2 separate regions of the Mus musculus genome follow, and region 1 is linked to region 2. The links are chromatin contacts, called in public HiChIP or PLAC-seq maps. All regions are on one chromosome and are shown on one strand. Each heading gives the region's core, a stretch centred on a gene start, on an enhancer-like site or on the middle of the called end of the contact. The rest is flanking DNA. Distances are from core to core; before and after follow the strand shown.

Evidence for each region. HiChIP or PLAC-seq counts read pairs in DNA pulled down with a chosen protein or histone mark.
Region 1: an H3K27ac HiChIP or PLAC-seq map of embryonic stem cells shows a contact between it and region 2, with 5 read pairs. The contact joins the promoter of 4930570G19Rik here to the enhancer-like site in region 2. A contact is called at or near these places in 4 of 39 promoter capture datasets (embryonic stem cells, hippocampal neurons, pre-B cells and 1 more) and 2 of 115 datasets of contacts at active chromatin or transcription factors (embryonic forebrain and embryonic stem cells).

The regions. Positions count from the first base shown.
Region 1 is chr3:156,557,172-156,564,102 of GRCm38.p6, reverse strand. It overlaps 4930570G19Rik (RIKEN cDNA 4930570G19 gene), which reads left to right and starts at 2,416. Exons shown (of 4, transcript NR_040399.1): 1 at 2,416-2,627. Negr1 (neuronal growth regulator 1) reads right to left here and starts at 2,309. Exons shown (of 7, transcript NM_001039094.3): 1 at 1,751-2,309. The coding sequence starts at 1,908.
Region 2 is chr3:156,198,309-156,205,002 of GRCm38.p6, reverse strand. No RefSeq gene overlaps it. Among named protein-coding and RNA genes, the nearest start is that of Gm33311, 180 kb to the left of the region's middle. Within about 2 kb of position 5,027, at least 9 of the 459 cell types and tissues checked have an H3K27ac peak or open chromatin away from gene starts, as enhancers often do. A contact at or near this core is called in embryonic stem cells, where this site is marked.

The sequences.
Region 1 (6,931 bases), core at 1,167-3,666, 360 kb before region 2:
GTGAGAGATCAAATCCTTCAGGCTGAAAACGGTAATGCTTGCCATATTTTAGCCATTTGCTACTGCAAACACACGCACATTTCAGTTTCTGTAACTGAGCTTGCCTCCAAAGCTGATGATCAAACTTACAAAGAAACTAAGAACATGAGTAAAAAGGTATTCAATTCTCAGCTGCTCCATGATAAAGCACGCCTCACCCTTGTCCAAAATGAAAAGTTATTCTTCTATACTGTAGCAGAAATGCATTACTTTTGTGTTCTCCGACACTTAACAAGAATAATATATTCTTAAAATAAGGTATTAGCATATATTAAAATTGTCCTGTGTAATTGGCCTCAAAAACAATTAAAAAGCTTTAAGTCATGCCTGAAACCTACATCCTTAAATTTAAAACGTTGCCTGTTTCAACCATAAATAAGCATTCTTCCCCACCTTAGACATGCATGTATTATACTGGCTCCCTGTAATCTGTACTCAAAAGCAAACTACCACCCAGTGGAGAGAGTGAAGATCTTCCAGGGATATTGGCAAAGCAAGCCAGGTTTTTTTTTTTGGGGGGGGGAGGCAGGGGGACAGTGTAGGTGGGTCTATGGGAAGTGAAGAGCAAGGCAGGGCAGGGAGCCCTGTTTAGCGCTAAGCTTGACTGGTCATCAATTTATATCCAATGGGAAAGGAAATCTTCCCCTGGGCATACTTGGTAGTGTGGCTTCTGAGGAAAACAGGCTAGGGAGACCTTTCACCGACAAACACTCTGTTCATGCTCAGCTCAGTGAAAATAGGGGAAGACAAGAGGCAAAACTACAGACAGAAGAGAAAGGGAAGTGTGTGTTGGGGGTTGGGGGGTGCACGTGTGGAGTGAGTGTGGAGTGTGCATCCTTTAAACACTGGGGGGGGGGGTTCTGAGTGTGAATCATTTCTCACAGGAGGGAAGTGCCAGTGTATGAGAGGATGGGAGAGCTGAGAGGGAGTGTGCTCATAAAATCGAGATTTATGGGATCTGAATATGGTACTGGACCTTGAGTGTGGGTGTGACAGAAAAGTGCATGGGAGGCAAAGCTGGAGACAGATGATGGTCTGGGAGGGGAAGACAAGGGCTATGGTGAGGACCGGAAATTAGTGGAAAGGGAAATCTGGAAAAACAGGGAGAATAAGGAATGACAGGAACTAAGGTGTGAGGGAAACACTGGGAACACTATAGCATAGGAGTAAACCAGAGACTGGAGGCAATAGGGGTGACTGAAGAGGGAGTTGGAGAAATGGGATAGGGGACAGAGGAAGAGGGAAACACAGAAGGAAAGCAGCTACAGGAGGGGGAAAAAAGCTGAATGGAATATTTGGATCTTACTGTTCAAGTGAGAGGGAAAATAAATGGAGCACAGAGCCAGCAGTTGAGAAAAGTCGCTTACGGAGTGAAGCAGAAACAAGCCCTGTAAACTTGTCAGACTCCTGGAGTACCGCTGGCAGCAGAGCGGAGACCTGGCTCCAAAGTGGCACCTGCCCCTCCTTCAAGCCCCACACTTCCTAAGCCCGGGCTGCTTGGAAAGCGCTTTTCCCTCTCTCCCTAATCCAGCCAGACCCCTGCCCCGGGGTCCGAGAAGCCCAGGAAGGGTCATGCGTGGCTAGCCTGAGGTGTGGTGTTTTTGCTCGTGAGCAACAGCAGGATTCACTCTGGGTGTAAAGCAAGGTGCAGAGAGGGAAAGGGACGGAAAGACAGACTGAGGCAAGTGTAGAGAGGGCGCGCGGTCCCTACCTGAGCACCGCTGTGTCACCTTTCCTCACCAGCATGTTGTCCACGGCCGCCCAAGGGAAGTCCACGCTCTGCCCGGCCGGGAGGCAAGAGCACAGGCTCAGAAGCACCGCCGCCAGCCACTGGTTCGAGCAACAAGCGCCCTGCGCCAGGAGCACCATGTCCGTGCCTGCCAGGCTGCTCGCTCTCCGGCAGCGTCGGCTCCCACCCCCTGCTGCTGGCGAGGCTGCCCGATAACCAGGCGGCGCGCCACACGAGATTTTTTTTCCTCTTTTCCTTTTTCTGAGTGGGTGGGTGGGTTTCTTCTCTTTCTCGCCCCCTCCCTAGTTGTCGGGCGTAGTTTCCCTCTTTCCCCGGCCTCGCCTCCTTTCTGCTCCTCTGCAGCTTGCCTTCCCTCCCTCCCCTCCCGCCCCCTGGCACCGCGCTCCACCTCCTTCGGGGCGCCCGGCCGCGTCCGGAGCGTGGCTAATCCCTGGCGGCCGCACACCGTCCTGCGAGGCTGCGAGCAGAGCGCGGGAGGCGGCGCAGGCAGCGCGGGGCGCAGCAGCGGCCGGCGGCCCCCGGGCTCGCGCGCGTTGCCAAGCGGCCGTTTCCGTAGCAACCCCGCCCAGGGATGGAGGACCAGGCAGGGAGGGGGGCCGGAGAAGCGAAAGAGATAGATCAAAAAGAGGAAAGAAGAGGGACTGGGAAGCTAGGGCGACTGAGGATACGCCGAGGTCTAGTCCGGCTTGGCAGCGCGAACTAGAGAGCTTTGCGAGCCGCGGGGCTGGGAAGTCAGGGCATAAGGGCCAGGCCTGCCCTCTGGTGCTTTCGGCTCCTCGGGCCCCCGACTTTAAAGTGCTCAAGTTGGGGTCGGCGCCATCATGACGCCTGAGACTGAGTGAGTTGGCTTTTTTTGTTGTTGTCTTGTATTTTTTTTTTAATCCTGACTAGCTAATAGCGCTGTTAATAAACTGCCAGTTAGCTCTCTCTTCTCTCTCTTCCTCTCCTCTCCTCTCCTCTCCTCTCCTCTCCCCTCCCCTCCCCTCCCCTCCCCTCCCCTCCCCTCCCCTCCCCTCTCCTCTCCTCTCCTCTCCTCTCCTCTCCTCTCCTCTCCTCTCCTCTCCTCTCTTCTCTCCCCTTCCTGTTTCCTTCCCTCCGTTCCTTATTTTTCCTTTAGTGGGGGTATTTCTTTTCACCCTCTCTTGGAGATAAGCAGGGATTGTGGCGGCGCTGCTGCTTTACGGGGACAGTATAGTGATTCGGGCATGCCGACCGAAAGCTAGTGCGTGTGTGAGTCCGCCTGTGCGTACTGGAGAACGCCTGCCCTTCTCTGTGCGTCTTGATACTAACTTGCGCATGAGTGTGTGTGCGCGTGTGGTGTCAGCACAGAGTGTCCACTTGTGAGAGGGAGATGGAGTGTGCAGGGCGCGTGCTGGGCCCGGGAGCGCGCGACACGCAGGCGCAACGGGAGGGATGGGCGGGCCTTACTGGGATGCAGAGTTGGAGGAGGCTGCAATCAGTGTTTTAATTGTGTGGAGCTAGGCGGTCCTGTTATGTAAGAGGCAGTTTAACCCATTTGAGCCTACTGGGCGGAAGGCTTGCGCATTCGGTTGAAGCCAAGGCATTCCTCGGCTTTAAAGAGTCCCAGTTGTATTTTTTTTTTTCACCGCCTCCCAGTTGGGGTGGACCTGCATCCTTTGAGCAGTAACCTCAACCCCTCAAGGGGCAAGCAGTGTCCCGCGGATCTGCTAGCCTACGCCCAGGTCAGGGCAAAACAGGGTACAAGGCACGGGGGTCACCCCATAGTCCACTCTTCCCCCCCCCCCACCCCCTTTCTGGCACTCATTTTCAACCCTAAGATCCTAGAGGTCTTCCAGGCGATTTGCAAATCAATGAGAGAATCTGAATCCAGAACAGCGATTCCAGTGCCCATGAGGAGTTTGGGAAGCTGGTGGTTAGAAATAACTTACCCTCACCACTTGGTTTCCCCCACCTTCCGCCTGTAGCGGTATTTACAAAACACATTCGTCTTTCACTGGTGCTCATTTGAACTCCTTTATTTATTTATTTATTTATTTATTTATTTATTTATTTTATTCTTTTATTTTTTTCTGAACGCCAGCAGGGCCCCGCGGCAGAGCGCACTGAAGCAAGGATCTCTGCAGGGGTCAGCATCCGGCTTCCTCCCCAGACTGAGCTCTTGATGAGGCAGGCAGGAGTCATAGATGTTGGTGGTACCCAAGGTGGCTTTTTATTTTTTATTTTTATTTATCACGTTGTCTAAGGATAGATGGGGTAGGGCCAGCAATTCACATCACCCGGGACCACCCAGACTGACTATCCAGGAGCCTCTAAGCAACATCACCACCCTGCAGAAGATTCCCTGCGAGGCTCAGCAATTAACGGAGAGGTTTGCAGCAGGAGCTACTGATGTGATTAGTATTCAGGCTTAATTCTCAGAACCCGCTCGGGAATTGAAAGTGCGGTAGTATTCAGCCGCATTTCGAAACATCAATAAAATGTTAGTCATTTGCGGATGAATGAAAACATTTTTCTTTACCGTCTGCTGTGCTAGGGAAATTATTGTCAAATGGCAGCCTCCCACTAATATTGATGCCAGATACCTAAAGCTCTCCTCTTGTGTACTTCATTTAACATTCTTGGCAGTGCACTCTGGATAAAGCTTAAAATTATCTAGGACAAACGAGGTATTAGAAGGCTTGACTTCCCACTACGTGGCCAACTAGTTCCATGCGGTATTATTTCGCTATCGATAAACTAGACGCCAATGAAAAGAGGCAGAAGCCTCAGTTTCTGGCATTGAGCCAAAGTTTAAGGATATTGTATGCAGGGATGGAAGAGCCAGCGCCTTCAGAGTACAAGCCACTGAAAGACATCCTTTCCTAACTGCTTTCCCCAGAGACTAACTAACATCTTCAGCAGTGGTAGTGGGGGGTGTTGGATAGGATGGGGGGATTCTGTGGCCAGGGAGTGAGCTCTACAGCAATTTTAATATGTACAACAACCCTTCAGGCTCCTAGACCGAAACTGGAGCCACTTCTATTTAAAGGCAATGAGTTTCCTTTCCTCTTTCTGGTTTCTATCTGGGCTTCTAGTCGATGATCAGAAAATACTTAACTCTTACAGAACCAATGTAAGCAAAAGAGAAGCCAAGGTGATAAATGTTGCGATCTTAGAGTTTATTTGTAAGTATGTCACAATTAAGGAATGCATGTCAGGCAGTTGCTCTAGCCCAGTGCTTTTATGCTGCCCTCTGATTAAACAGGGAAATGGGAAATAAGTTTATCCTCATGTTATTGCAGGCTTACCATTTGACCCTTCTGAGGGTTCACATCTGAGGGTATTTTTCAGGTTTCCTAGCATTTGCTTCTGAGGCCTCTGAATTCTTCCCAGTAGAGATATAAACTCTGGAATTCTTTGCTCCTGTTGAGGAAACTATAGAGTAAAACCATGTAAGAAAATGAAAATGGTAGAAAACCCTACCTGTAGAATAGAAGGCCACACTGTCTTCAAATGGATGGTGACTACCTGAGAGGATGTCATGGGATGGTACCCAGGTCAGATATCATGGGGTGTCTTACTTTGTAAGCATGCATTTCGCTGTTTCTAAACCTCAAGTTCCTCCATATAAAGAATTGAAAGTACCAATATGGAGTTGATGTGGAACAGCCATGTAGAGCCAAGTAGTGATGGTAGATACTTGTCCATCGGTTTACACTGATTTTTCCTCTTACCTATGGCCTATGTTTTTAAACACTCCGTGGTATATTGGAAAGGAGACTGTTATGTCTTTAGAATTTTCATTTAAGGTTTGGTGGTGCAAATGAGATCGATATTATGAAAATATAGGGCAGAAAAATCTTAGGCAGGACAGGACCTAGCATCCACTTGAAAGCCCTGAGAGTAAGAGTATATTGTAGTTCTTGAAGGCATCAGTCAGAGCACTGTCCAACCAGGCTAAGGGTCTCTCACTTGCACAGTGATTCATTTTGAGTTAAATAGGCTTAAGTTTGATGGATTTTCAAGTCATTGTGAAACATTAAAAACAAACCAACAGAACCACCACCCTTAGGGAATTATTAGAGATTCTCAGCCTAGCCCCCTTAAAAATTTGGAAACAGGCAACTAGGATTGCTTTGGTAAATGCTCACTCAGTAGCACTGCAACCTCAGTAGGTAAAAGTTAACAGCACCAGGACTTAGCCACTGTGCTATTATTCACTGACATTGCTAAATATCCTGCCTCACAGAAGCAAACCATTGCAAGTTAAGAACTGACCATTCAGTCAGAGGTCATAAGTATAGACATTTGTGTATGAACCCCCTGCCCCCCCACACACACGCACTTGAGAGTGCGCACACACACTGATGAGGCAGTGCTGTGGCCCACACCCATACTGCCTTGAAGTTTACAGAGACAGAAGTACTCCTCATCTAGCAGATTCTTGGCCCTGATTCCTTGAGGAGATCCAGTTAGATGAATGGAAGGGGGGTAATAATTAGCCCCAACTGAACTCCTTATCATGTCCCTCGTGTACTGTGCTGTGGCCATACACTGTGGCCAGCTCTTCTTAGTGTGTGCTATGTGTGCTTTCCCCACGTGTGGTTCTTTGCTAATGGCTATGGTGAAGGAGGTGAAGGGGAGGGACCTCTTAGATTTAGATCAGAGTTAAAATGACAAGTCTCAGCTTTAAGTAATTAACTGCCTTCCAGGAAGAGGTGCCTCTGTGCCCGTCTTTCTTACATTAGACCTACAGGGTAGGCAGACTGAGAAATGAATATCAAATAAAAGGGAGGGGAGTTATTGGCTAGTGGTGGTGTCATTCCATCTAAGCAGTGAGTCACAGCAGCACAGAGGTCTCTGAGCTGCTAGGGTGGGTGGGGATGGTGCCCAAGTTGTTCCCCAAAGTTCCCCACATTCCAGAGAGATGCCACAAATGTAATCTAAGAACTTCAACTGGGAATCATCTAAGTATGAGAGAAAAAACATTCTCAAACACTAAAATCTTTATTCTTTTTTGCTTGTAAGATGAGAGATTTAACTACATTTCATTGCATATTTTCATGGGTTATAAGCAATAACTTTCATGTAATAATCTTAATGATCCTTTTCACTTTCAAAAGTTTGTAGGAGCATCTGGTATATGAATTAAAACAGAAACATCAAATTTGATGTTTTCAA
Region 2 (6,694 bases), core at 3,778-6,277:
TCAGCAGGGAAACTGGGTAGGGGGATAATATTTGAAATGTAAATAAATAAAATACCCAATAAAAAGAAGAAATGCAGCTTCTCTCCTTTCAAGATGTTTCCAAAGGTATTTCTCATGGTGCTGAGAGGAGACCGAAACAGACTTCACTGTGTGTCTTATTGACTGAGTACTTGTTAAATCACTAAGAAGAAAGTATTTTCTGAGGACTTGTAGTATATGAACAACTGCTTATGAAGCTGGGTTGACACACAGTGGGAATGTACCATGACAGCATTCAAATCCCAATCAGCTATGATTATAAAGCTCAATAATTCATGACTAAAACTTTTACATACAAAATATGCCCTCTTCATTTCATAATTACTACAAAGGAAATAAATGTAGAACACATCAGTGAAGTTTACAACAGTATACTTAAAAACAGACTTAGCTACTATTGCTGTTGCTGTGATGCCCAAATTCCAAGCTCCAGCCCATCATTGATGGGGAGCCTCAGGGGCCGGAGCCCAAGGCATTAAAGAGCAGAAAGCAGACGATGAGTGTATATGTCATGTACAGCTTTATTTTTCCTTTCCATGTGGAGCAGATTATAGCTCATGGGTTCCACCCACATTCATGATAGTTCTTTATATCTCCATTAACTCAGTTAGGGAAATTCTTGACAGTCATGGCCAAAGACCTGTATCCCAAGGAATTCTAGCATTTGGTTGAGTTAACATCTAATCATAACCATCACAAACACTCAAATGGAAATTTGGCTTTATAGTGTATAGGAGGTACCCAAAATAATAGAGAAAGGGGTGTCTTTCAAGATCTCAAGATGGCAAATGGCCACTTGAAGACAGGAATGTCATAGGAGACAAAGCCTGGCTGAGAATGAAACATGCTTGGGTGGAAGAGATTCAGAAAATGGTAAAATATTGAGCTTTGGAATACATTGTGAACTTTCCCACCATACATACATACATACATACATACACACATACATACACACATATATACACACATACATATATACACACATACATATATACACATACATATACATACATACATACACACATACATACACACATACAAATACATACATACATATATATACACAAACACATACATGCACACATACACATATATACATACATACACATACATATATACACATACACACACACACACACACACACAAACATATATATATATATATATATATATATATATATATATATATACATACATACATACACACACACACACATACACACATATGTATACTCTGAATGGAAGTGTAGCATCTAGATACTGGTGTTTTGGTAATTCAGTGAGACGACATGAAAATTGGCTACAAGTACAGACGAGCAACCTAGATCTAGATAAGAGAAGATAATCTTTCAGATTAGGGTGAGGAAAACAGTTAAGGAAATAGGATCATTCATAGATGAATCATAAAAAACAAAACCTTCAGGTTTGTAGACAGAAGGTGAAGAATCATTGACAATTTTATGGATTTTGCCAAAGAAGTAAAGACAAGAGGGGAATACAAGAATGAATTACATATTTTTTCCTTTTATTAACACCTTTAAACACAACTGTGAAATGAATAAGAATAAGTAACATATGCTGCTGCCTCGTACATCGTGTGGGGACAGGCAGTCAGTTTCTGAATCAATAAGCACTTTGATTACACTGTTGCTGAGAAACAATGCCTAAAAACATATTCCAGTACAATTTCTGTGTAATCGGTTCCTCCTGTCCCATCAAGTGTGACAGTGTATTATTATATATTGACAGAAAACATCAATATGGATGATGTTAGACAGCGTGAGGAAAGCATTTTGGTGTGCTGATTTTGTCTTCATAATAGCAGCATTGATCTGTGTTTCGGCTAACAGGGCTACGGCAGCTCACAGCTAATTGCCGGCATCTACATTGGCATGAGCAGTAACATGGTGGATATCAGATGGGATCTAAATACACAGAAACATCTCTGTAGACTAATGATTTTTGTCAATTTTAAACTCATTATTAATCTCATTTGTCTTTATTTATTCAGGGCTTTGAAAATGTTGGTAAACTGTGGCTCACTTAAACTTTCAGTAGAGTTGGTATGGAAACAACAACCAAGATCCAGTTTGCTCACTTTTCTCCTATAAGACATGTAAACTGCTCTGGTGGTTAATGGCCCAGAGAATCATTGTTAGATGTTTCAGACATTTACTCAAATGATTTCTTTCCTTAGGAACTGTTATCACTTATGCCTTTTATCTGTTACAAATACCACCTTCGTCCTTAAGTAATGTGGAAATTTTTTTTTCTCTTCAGCTCAAATTCAGAGCAAAACTTAGGAGCAAGGGAAAGGATGTGAAAATTGATTTTAATCCATCAGTCATTAAACAAAGGCTGCTCAGAAGACGCTCAGTATAATCATATATGTTTCTAAATTAATAATATCTGACAGATACTGGCTTTGATCCAGCTTTGATCAGAGTTAAGCCTGTTGTTGGCCTAACCTGAACTTTGTTTCACTGTCAGTGTCCTTGTAGAATTAAGGTCAATATACCCTGAATTTTGTTTCACTCTCAGTGTCCTTGTAGAATTAAGGTCAATGAGCCAGACATCATTCTTCCTTTGTTTCTGTCCATCTCTGTGCCTAAAACTTATCACCTACTTCTAGCTTTGTCTTCTCAACACAGACTATCCTTAGTGGAATATGTCAATTGGAGATTCCATTTACCCCTGTAATTTGCCTTAGAAATTTTCCAATCTACAGGTACTGCTACCCATGAAACATTCCTTGATAGAAAACCATAGTTCTTGTTGAAGTTAATCACCAAATTTCTCCTTCTCCATTGAGTCTCCATTGCAATGCTCTTATAAATCATCCTTTATGGGCATCATAACTTTTTTTTTTCAAGATGTATTTTACAATCTTATAAGAGGCAGTTGACATGGTAGCATGTTTGACTTCCATTCAAGGAAGCAGGCCCACATTCTGTCCACTGACTGTTTTATCAGCGTGTGAGTCACAGAGCATGAGAACCCAACTCTGTTCTTCAGAGAGGAGAGAGGTTGCTGCTGTAGATCTACACATAGTACTTGAAGGTGTGATCTTTCTCTCTCTCTCTCTCTCTCTCTCTCTCTCTCTCTCACACACACACACACACACACATTTCTTTTTGGTTTTTTTTTTTTTTTTTGGTTTGTTTGGTTTTTTTTGTTTGTTTTTTTGAGACAGGGTTTCTCTATGTAGCCCTGACTGTCCTGGAACTGACTCTGTAGACCAGGCTGGCCTCGAACTCAGAAATCTGCCTTTCTTTGTCTCCCAAGTGCTGGGATTGAACTCTTTAGCCCATGATTTATTCCTAAAAATACCAAGTTGATTACAAATCAACACAATACTTTAATTGCTGTACAAATAATTATATTTAAACATTTTTATTACAGATAAATAGCTTTTAATCTGTAAAATTTATGAGGAGGGCCATTCATTCTCCAGGCAAGATTCTGTTTTTTTTTTTTGTTTTGTTTTTTGTTTTTTTTTTTTTTTCTGTTGTCAGGTTATGAGTATTTTGTTTCTTTATAGTACACAGTGAGAGTAGGAAGCTGTTGGGAACCTATAGGTGGGAATAGGCCACATAAAATTCCATCTTAGCTGCTGTGGCTGACTGAAGTTACACAAAATAGACTATCTTCCTAGTTTGTACACCTCGGTGTGACAAGCAGAAAATTAGAGACCTGGCAGTTACAAGTGTTTGGGTTTTATGTTTTCAGATACATGGCCAAGATTGCTTTGTGACTGCCAAATCGTTACCTTAATGTAAAAAGCAGAGAAACACATTAGATTTTTACCACCTTGAAAATCATGTTCAATCATTGATTTAAAAATGTCTTCATTACTAGATGGGGAGGAAAGTTTCTTTCTCTTTCCAGAATGCTGTCCACTCATTTTGTAGGGTTGAGACTTGAAAAAGAAAATTGACAATACTACTAAACTCTAGAACATCTCCTGGACTTTGAAATATTAATTTAATTACTGGAAGCCTTTTAGGGCAACAAATGCCCACCAAAGGGGTGGCAACATGGTTACTGTCAATCTTGTGTACTGTCTTACTTCCCTCTTAGGTACAGTGGGGCTTTCTATGATTTTTACTCAGTCCTCAGGTTTAACACAGGATGAACGAGAAAAACAGATAAAATATTCAGCCAACTCCAAAGAAAACAATGTAAGGCAGACTGCAGTTGAGCTAACCAGAATCTCAGAAATTAGGCAACCAAGTCATTCGGCACAAGGTAGGGATTTAGAGATTGATGAAGGAACACACAAACATGGAAGAAGACAGGATCTGAGATAAAAGTTTTAGGGACAGATGGGACCCATAAAATTCCATGTATCTACCTGGATTTAGATTATGATCTAAAAAACTGTTTTCTGGTCAACACCATTGCTCTTTGAGTGTTTCATTTCAGTTTACCATCTTGGTATGTTTTCTGTCCTTTTTGTTTCTATAACTCAGTCATGATGAGTCCTGCTTGGACATATAAGGAACAGAATGATATGGTTCCTGTCCCTAGAACAGAGCCAGCAAGATGTGGGCCTCCACAGGGTGTTGATGGTTGCTGTGGGCTTAAGGCTTGTTTGTATAATAATGTATGTATTTTAACTCTCCTCCTTCAAGGAATGCCACTCTGCCAAGGTTAATGACACCATGATAATCAGAGACAGCAAGAGTCTGGAAGCTGAGGGTGTGTCTAATGATTCAGCAAAATAGTGAAATGATGTAACCTTTAGGACACCCCTTAAGGCTATGAGAAAGAACTCTAAAAACATGAGTTCAAAAATATATAATTTCTCAACTATGCAGAATATATGAATGCAATATGAATTGTATAAAGAGCTTCACAGATGGCAGCTACACTATGAGCCAACTTGACAGAAAGATACTAAGGAGGAAGATAAAGAGATGTAGGGAGTGGTGATCACAGGACTAGAGCCCACTCAACTGTATTGTTGTTGTTTAAGCCTAGAAAGGCATGCAGATTCCTGAATTCAAGGTCAGTCTATAAGGTGGGAGTTTAAGGTCCAGGCCCAAGCATGGTAGGAATGATAATTTCAGGGTGGGGTCCCACTCAGCTGTCTTATTGTCTGTGCTTGTGTTTTTTGTCTCTTTCTAAGAATCCTGGGGCTGTGATATGCTCTTTCATGGGATAATCAAAAGGGTAAAGACTGCATTAATATGTAAATAAAAGACTGGGCTTTTGATCTTGAGAAGATGAGCTGTCCAGAGTTTTTAGAATAGCAAGAGAAAACTGTCTCAAGCAGAACACACACAGAAAGAGTGATCAATCTGAAAAGCTGTCTCAAATAGATCATAAGTCATCAGCCTGGACCCTTGATTTGACTTCTAGACATTTACTTCACCATTCCCAGACATCCCTCTCTCAGGAACCCTGCTCCAAGCTGAGTCTGGTCCTTGGCATAATCAAATGTACTGCAATTAGATAATAGCAAAAAAAAATATATCTATTTGGAAATGTGACCTGGATATTAAGAAAGGTTTCCAACTTCACACACACAATTAATCATGACGCACATGATCTGTTTCTGCTCTTTTTAAAAAGTCTTCAGAGTATTCTTTCACGTTTGCAAGTTTGTTTGTAAAGAGTTTCATTCATTTCTTCAAGGTTCTAAGTTCTTGGATTTCTAATATCAAAATGATGGATAGGAGGTGTCTAATAAAAGTTTGTATCCTGATCTGAAGTGACAGAGTATGTGTGCATCTTGGGCTCCTAGTGTTTTACAGAGTTTTTAACCAGTTAGGCCAATGAGGGTCCCAGGGTCTCTTCTCAGATGCCAATTACCCCATTTTAACACATTCTAACATTAGAATATGCATTACAAATTGAACTTCTGTTTTGAATACTGCATTGTCTCCCTTAGACAAGCAATAAAGACCAGGGACTTAAACAGTCATAGGTCAGTAGGGGCACTGCACCCTAGGGAACCAGTACAAAAAGACAGTACATTGCTCTTTAATGCTGAGCCTACCTTGCTCAGAACATGTCCTTACATGAGAATGTGAAGTATTCTTGATGAAAATAGAGAAGTAGGCTGTGGTGAAGCACTTCCTGCAGGTGCAGAGGGAGAACTCTTGGAGCAAGAAGATGGGTGATAAGGAACTAACTGGTGTTGGGAGTATTACAACCCCTGTGGAAATTGGTGGGCAGGTTCCTCAGAAAGTCAAACATGGAACTGTCATTCCAGTACACACATTCACAAAGGATTGCTCACCCTTGCTCATCTGCTTCTCTATTCAAAATAGAAAGGAAATAAAATCAGCATAGGTGAACACCAAATAAGGAAAATGTGGCATACATACACAGTATGATTCTGCTCAACTGTAAGAAAAAGCACATTTTGCAAGAAAATGCCCATATCTGGAAAGCATTATATTAGATTAGACAAATACTACATAGTCTCTTTCATAGGTGGGTAGCAGCTTTGCATGTCTGTGCATATAAAACATTTTTTTTAAAGGATAAAATAAAGAAACTGAGGAGACAAGACAGCCATTCCAGAGATCCTCTTATCCCTGCACTCTCCCCAGGTCTGCCCATAGCATTGCTCTGAACATAGCTGTTCCTTTTGTTTAGAATTATGTTCTCCTGTCTTCACACTTAGCTTGAGAGTGTCTGCACA